2 separate regions of the Macaca mulatta genome follow, and region 1 is linked to region 2. Evidence: chromatin contacts called from public Hi-C data. All regions are on one chromosome and are shown on one strand. Each heading gives the region's core, a stretch centred on a gene start, on an enhancer-like site or on the middle of the called end of the contact. The rest is flanking DNA. Distances are from core to core; before and after follow the strand shown.

The links. A called contact is a pair of places that touch in the nucleus more often than the background predicts.
Region 1: a Hi-C map of fetal cortex germinal zone shows a contact between it and region 2, with 3 times the contacts expected there. The contact joins the enhancer-like site here to the promoter of TMED10 in region 2. A contact is called at or near these places in 4 of 14 Hi-C or Micro-C datasets (blood, fetal cortex germinal zone, fetal cortical plate and 1 more).

The regions. Positions count from the first base shown.
Region 1 is chr7:148,490,024-148,493,702 of T2T-MMU8v2.0, forward strand. No RefSeq gene overlaps it. Among named protein-coding and RNA genes, the nearest start is that of FOS, 15 kb to the left of the region's middle. Within about 2 kb of position 2,243, at least 37 of the 40 cell types and tissues checked have an H3K27ac peak or open chromatin away from gene starts, as enhancers often do. A contact at or near this core is called in blood, fetal cortex germinal zone, fetal cortical plate and 1 more, where this site is marked.
Region 2 is chr7:148,368,973-148,372,298 of T2T-MMU8v2.0, forward strand. It overlaps TMED10 (transmembrane p24 trafficking protein 10), which reads right to left and starts at 1,925. Exons shown (of 5, transcript XM_015144148.3): 1 at 1,667-1,925. The coding sequence starts at 1,891.

The DNA.
Region 1 (3,679 bases), core at 993-3,492, 120 kb after region 2:
GCAACCTTCAAAAAAGATATTCACAACAGGACTCAGAGCAAGGGCAGAGATCCCCAAACAGATGGTTTTTCCTTAATTCCTCAGGCTGGAGCAGAGTTTAAACCGAGCTGGAATCACTCCGACTCTGGCCACAACCTAATCTCTACATCCTGGCCTCCATCATTGGCTGGAAGCTGATTTGCTTCGTCCAAGGGCCTAGTTTGAGGGCATTCATGGCTTCTGCAAGTTTGAGCATCACTTGCTCCTGGTGCTGGCAGTGCCACTCAGCCATGGACTGGAGCACCACTTGGTTTGGAGCTTGTACCAATAGGAGCTGTAAGCCACGACCTCGGTGAGGTCTGAAGACTCTAGAGCCTTCAGTTGGAGCATGGCCTTGCTCATCGGTTCGATGTAAGGGATTATGTATCCGGGTCTGTTGGGGGAAGGGGATGAGAGCTCCCAGGTAGGGCATCCAGGCCAGCACTGGTCACACTCAGGTCTTTGAGCAGTCTGCCTTTTAAATAAACACTATGAGCTGGCAATTCTAATGTTGTCAGTGACAAAGTACTTCTTCCTGAAAATATCTTTTGTTGTTTTAAGTTCTAAACATTTGCTGGGATTACTATTGAGTTTGAATAATGTAATACGTACCCTTCATTTTTAAAAATTACTTAAAAAACAGAGATAACACAGTGACTGTGAGGACTGAATTTGGGTTGCTTCTGTTCCATGTAACCATTTGGAGTTTTTGTGTTTCAAATTTAAAACTGTGAAGCAGTGTGATACAGTGCTTTGCCATGTTTTTATTTGACAAATGCACATTTTAGTTAATACATCAAATATTTTTACTAGATTTGAAAATTATCTTTAAAATAGATAATTCCTTTTGCTTATTTTATTTATTTTTAAAAGAGGGTCTCCCAGTGTCACTCAGGCTGGAGTGCAGTGACTGCAATCAAGGCTCACTGCAGCCTCGACTGCCCTGGCCCAAGATCTTCCCACCTCAGCCTCCCAAGTAGCTGGGATCACAGGTGTGTGCTATTATGCCCAGCTAATTTTTTTATTTTTATTTTTGTAGAGTCGGGGTCTCCCTATGTTGCCCAGGCTGGTCTAGAACTCCTAGGCTCAACTGATCCTCCTGCCTTGGCCTCCCAAAGTGCTGGGATTACAGGCGTGGACCACAGTGCCTGGCCCCTTTTGTTTATTTTAAATCTAAGGAAGACTCGAGAAAAAAACATTACATCAGTAGTATGATTTAGGAGTTGCACTACTAATACTAGGTAAGTTTCTCTTGTGCTGCCTGGAAATAAAAATAAACACTCAACACTAACTTGGGGCTCACAACATGCTTGACACTGTTCCAAACACACACACACACACACACTCATTTTAAAAGTCCTCATCTACTCTTAAAGGTAGGTCCTGTTAGTCTGGGACCCAGAGATCTGCTCAAGATCATCCAACTGGAGTGGCAGCGCTGAAATTTGAGTCCAGGCAGTGTGGCTTCAATGCCTGAACTCTTAGCCATTATAAAGGAAAAACAAAGCAAAATCAGTATCCCCAACAACCTTGCAGGCAGGGAGGCCCTCAGAAGGGACAGGAGAGGCCGGGCGCGGTAATCCCGGCACTTTGAGAGGCCGAGGTGGGCGGATCACCTGAGGTAAGGAGTTCGAGACCAACCTGGCCAACGTGGTGAAATTCTGTCTCTACTAAAAATGTAAAAAATTAGCCGGGTACGGTGACGCGCACCTGTAGTTCCAGCTACTTGGGAGCCTGAGGCGGGAGAATCGCTTGAACCCGGGAGGCGGAGGTTGCAGTGAGCCGAGATCGCGCCAGGGCACTCCAGCCTGGGCGATCGAGCGAGAGTCCATCTCAAAAAAAAAAAAAAAAAAAAAAAGGAAAAGAAAAAGTAGGGACAGGAGGGTTTCCTTCCGTTCCTGACCAGCCCTTGCTGGCCCCTGGGCAGAGGCAGCGCCGGCTTCCAGGAACCTCAGGGAGGGACGTTTGGGAGTGCTCTCTCAGCGTCCCCTTCACCGCCCTCTCTACACCCTTGCCGCGCTCCTGTCCTCGTCCGCCAGGCCAAAGTTTCTCCTGGCCCTTCCCAGCTTCCGGCCCTTCGCTCCAGGCCAGGTCGCAGGGCCAGGCGGTGCCAGGAGCTCGCGAATCCTCTGTTTACTGTTTGGTTTCCACGGTGACACGTAGGCGCCGTCAGCGACTCCCGTCACCGCCCCGCAGCGCGGTCCCCACCCGGCGCCGTGACGTCGGCCCTCCGCTTCCGCTCTGCCCATATTTGGCTCAGCCACTGCGCAGCCGGCCCGGGATAGGCTGAGGGCGGGACTCCCGCCGCGCCCCGCCCCCGGTTCCTGCCCCGCCCCCTGGAATGCTGGGCAGAGGCTCCGAGCCACGAGACCCCCGCCCCCTGCCCCGGGACCCACCTGGGCGGAGGCGAGGGCAGGGGCGCTGGGGGCCCAGAGAGAGGACGCCGCGATTGATGGATGAGCTGTTTCCAGCATTCCTGTGCGTCTGCTGGTTGAGGCTGCAGTCAAGATTTGGGGCTGTCTCGTTTGTTGTGGGTGGGTGATCTGGGATCACGATTTTCTCACTCTGTGCCCGGAAATCATGCCATCCCTCGCCCAACGCTGTATTTTATAGGCTTCAACTCAAAATTTTCCTTCATGGCGCAATGGAAAGCTTTGAAGACCGCGGTTCTGGGGTCAGCGTTGCCTCTCGGGGGATAAGTGACCTTGGGAAGGCCACTTGCCTTTTCCTGGCCTGATAAAATGAACCGTGGGAGTGGTCCATAATGGTTGCAGCCTTGTCATCAGACTTGTGAGGGACTTCCATCACCCACTAACCACCCCCTCCCCAGGACATAACTGGAATATCAGTGAATTTCTTTGAGCATGGACCCCTACAGTTCTGCCCCCTGTGGTGACTGGATTTGTGTGTCTCTGCACCTTGCTCCTATTAGGCGCTTAATGAACTTTAGTTAACTGATTATTGAATGAATAATACGAATCACGTTCATAAATCCGGACCCCTGCAATTCCTCTTCCAGGCCGGGGGGCGGGGGCGGGGAGGGTAGGGGATGGGGGAGAATATTGCGATGATTAATAATCGCGCGGCAGGGTTGCTGATGTAAAGCGATTTGCAGATCTAAAGGGCAATAAGCATTCCTGGGAGAAATCCAGCGAGATTCCAGAAGTCTCTGAGGGAGCCGTGGGTGTGTACCGCCGGGCCCGGAGGGCGGGGGTGGGGCAGGCAGTGCCGCAGTGGCCACTGCTGGGGAGCCGATTGCAATTGCGAGGAGAAGCGTGGGGTTAATCCTTCAAGACGCCTGTCGCCATCCTCCCACCCCCATTCCTGCCCCCTAGATTCCCCAGTTCCTCTGGCTGAAGGAGTGTGTGTTTTCTAGAGTTTCAGAGCTGGAAGGCACATCGGAGACTTAATCTAATTTAACCTATTTCGCCAACAGGGAAATTAAAGCTCAGAGAAGTTGGTTCAACCATCCAAACTTGCACAGCTAGTTAGAAACTGATAAAAGTCAGGATATCTAGCTTCAAATAGTGTTCCACATCGCCTAGGTGCTTCTAACTTCCTGTGCTTCAGAACCCTGTTGCCTGGCTCAGCTGGTGGGTTGTACATTTAGGCTAAATATTGACTTCAGGGCTCTTAAAGAATGCCATTGTCATGTCTGCTG
Region 2 (3,326 bases), core at 675-3,174:
CACACTACTGGGTTCCACTACTTTAACATAAGTAACGGTCTTATTATATCTGAAACTCTATTAAAAAGTAAAAACGAGGCCGCCGGGCGCAGTGGCTCACGGCTGTAATCCCAGCACTTTGGGAGGCCGAGGCGGGCGGATCACCATCGTGGTCAAGAGATCGAGACCATCCTGGCCAACATGGTGAAACGTCATCTCTACTAAAAACACAAAAATTAGCTGGGTGTGGTGGCGGGTGCCTATAGTCCCAGCTACTTGGAAGGCTGAGGCAGGAGAATCGCTTGAACCCAGGAGGTAGAGGCTGCAGTGAGCTGAGATCGTGCCACTGCACTCCAGCCTGGACGACGGAGGGAGACTCCGTCTCAAAAAAAAAAAAAAGGTAAAAATGTTTCTTACTATTTAGCATAAGAAAAGCAAGCCTCATTGTGTTACAAAGAAATAAAAAAAGACACTTTACTTATTGTGAATGAATAAAATTACCTAAAATACAACCAAATACTGACAGATATCAAATTATATTAATGTCTCAAAGACCAGGCCAGGCTACTCTTAGCTACAGAATGGGACCAAACTAGTATTATGGTAGTAGTTGTCACCATCCAAGAGCACAGTTGGTATTTACATAAAAGTAGCCAAGTCCAGATTCTGGTATACCAAAGAAAAAGGACTAGAGACTGAGACCATTTTGTAACCAATAATAGACTTTAATCAATTACAGAAATTACGAATTTAAAACAAGGAAGGAATAAGGTTGCAGCGCTTTTCCCTCAACATACTTAACTACCAAACTAAGTAAGAATCTATTCCAACGCAAGGACAGAAAACCAAACACCGCATGTTCTCACTCATAGGTGGGAAGTGAACAATGAGAACACTTGGACACAGGACGGGGAACATCACACACCGGGGCCTGTCGTGGGGTGGGGGGATGGGGGAGGGATAACATTAGGAGAAATACCTAATGTAAATGACGAATTAATGGGTGCAGCACACCAACATGGCACATGTACACATATGTAACAAACCTGCACGTTGTGCACATGTACCCTAGAACTTAAAGTATAATAATAATTTTTTAAAAAAGAATCTATTCCATCTGTGACACTAGTTTATTCTACCTCTGAGTCTCAGTTTCCTCATTTGTAAAATGGGGCTAACAGTACCTATCTACTTCATAGGATAGTGCATGAACCAAATGGTAATATATGCAAAGCAGCACAGTAACTGACACAGCAGATGCTCAATAACATTCTATTAATCACAGCTTTGTCTCCATTACTTTCCTGCAGGTATCGCGGTATCTTATGATGCCAATTCCCATAAATATTCAACATCCCAACACTTATTTGGAGAACCAAGTTACGGTTCAAGGTATCTGAGACCAAAACTGGTATAGGACGTTGACAACAACCGCTCCAGCTCAGGTGTCACCACATCCGCCAAAGCCTCGCAGCCCTTCTTGGGGTTCCCAGGCGTTGGTGCCCAGCCCCGCCCCGCGAAAGGCAACCAGCGGGGTGAGGGGGCGGGCTCCACCGCACGTCCTTTGCGCTCCCCAGAGGCGAGAACAACTCACGGGCCTCCGCCCGCCCGACTCCCCCGAACCCGGGCCTCCCCTCGCCTAAGCCTGCAGTCTTCCCTCCCGGCCCCATGTCGCCCAGTGCCGCACCTTGAGGTGGCTGCGCAGGCCGCCAGCGCCCCCAGACTGGTCGGAGATCTCGTACGCGCCAGTCACTAGCAGGTCCTTGTGGATCTCCTCACGGAGGCACTTGCGAGAGTTAATGGGAAGATGGAAGGAGATGGCGAGGACCAAGCTGGGGCAGAGCAGGAACAAAAGCAGCAACGCCAACGGACAACGGCCACGCCGGGCTGGTGGGCCAGACAAACCAGACATGGTGCTGGAGACTCGTTCACCACCCAAGGCCTCTACCGCGCCGGAACCGGGAGGACCCACGTGACTCACCTCTGACCTACTGATGCCGTCCGCGCCATTTTGGAGTCTGGCAAATAGAGAAAGAATCTGTAGCGAATCTTTTGAAAAGGGAAGAAGGGATAGGTACCATGTCAAAACCACAAACTTAAGTGGTTAAAGAAGCTTTAATAGAATACTGTTGCAAAAGTTTTATTTTCGTTGAACTTAGTGACTACTAAGTCGGCCATGGCAAGTATGGGCAACCCTGGAAGTAATTCTCCTTTAACTTCCGAAAGATGTACCCAAGAGTTTAAAGGCGAGTGACACCATAGCAACCAAGCCCCAATAGGAAACAGCCACAAGACCCTTTGCTGGGCCCGCCCACCGGCCGGCTGGGCGCGCGGGCGGGGAGTAAGGCCGAGTCTCCGAGGCTGAGGCGGGTTGCAAGGCACTCTCGGCGCCTTTGACACCTGGATGACACCTGGGGCATTGAGACACTAGAGAGGAAAATTTCGAGGAAAGATTTAAACTTGGCTATTAGCGAGTGTGGACCAGTACCTTAGAGAAGTTGTAGAGGTTACCTGATGAATGTGTGCCGGGCAGACATCCAATTCATGTCCCAGAGCAGGGTATTTGGGCTGGAGTTAACTGTCTGGCTAACTGAATGTACATGGTGTTATTATTATTATTATTATTGTTATTATTATTATTTTAGCAAACATTGAATGTCTTCTAAGCTATATTCAAAACAAATTTGAATTTGGTATTTAAATTGAATAAAACAACATGTTTTGGTCCAGTCTCAGATGAACATAGTTAAGGGTTTAGCAGATAAGTGTTGTCAGGGAAAGTGAATATGTGTGTGTTGTAAGTTCACAAACACTTTAGGGATCAATTGCAAATAGACAAGCAAATTGACATGGTAATAATTCATACATTCATTCAATGGAGTACCTACTGTGTGCCAGACACTATACTATGCATGTATGTCCACACGTTTATTGATTTAACAAACTATTACTGAGATGCTATCAAATATTCAGAGCTGAAGAATATATGAAAATAAACGGCCGGGCACAGTGGCTCATGCCTGTAATCCCAGCACTTTGGGAGGCCTTGTGACTTTGGATCACAAGGTCAGGAGTTCAAGACCAGCCTGGCCAAGATGGTGAAACCCCATCTCTACTAAAAATACAAAAAAATTAGCCGGGCGTGGTGGCGGGCGCCTGTAATCCCAGCCACTTGGGAGGCTAAGGCAGAGAATTGCTCGAACCTGGGAGGCGGAGGTTACAGTGAGCCGAGATGGCGCCACTGCACTCCAGCCTGGGCGACGGAGCGAGACTTGTCTCAAAAAAGAAGGAAAGAAAGAAAATGGAATTGCTTCTTGGCCTTTTGGCTAAGATCAAGCGTAGAAAAT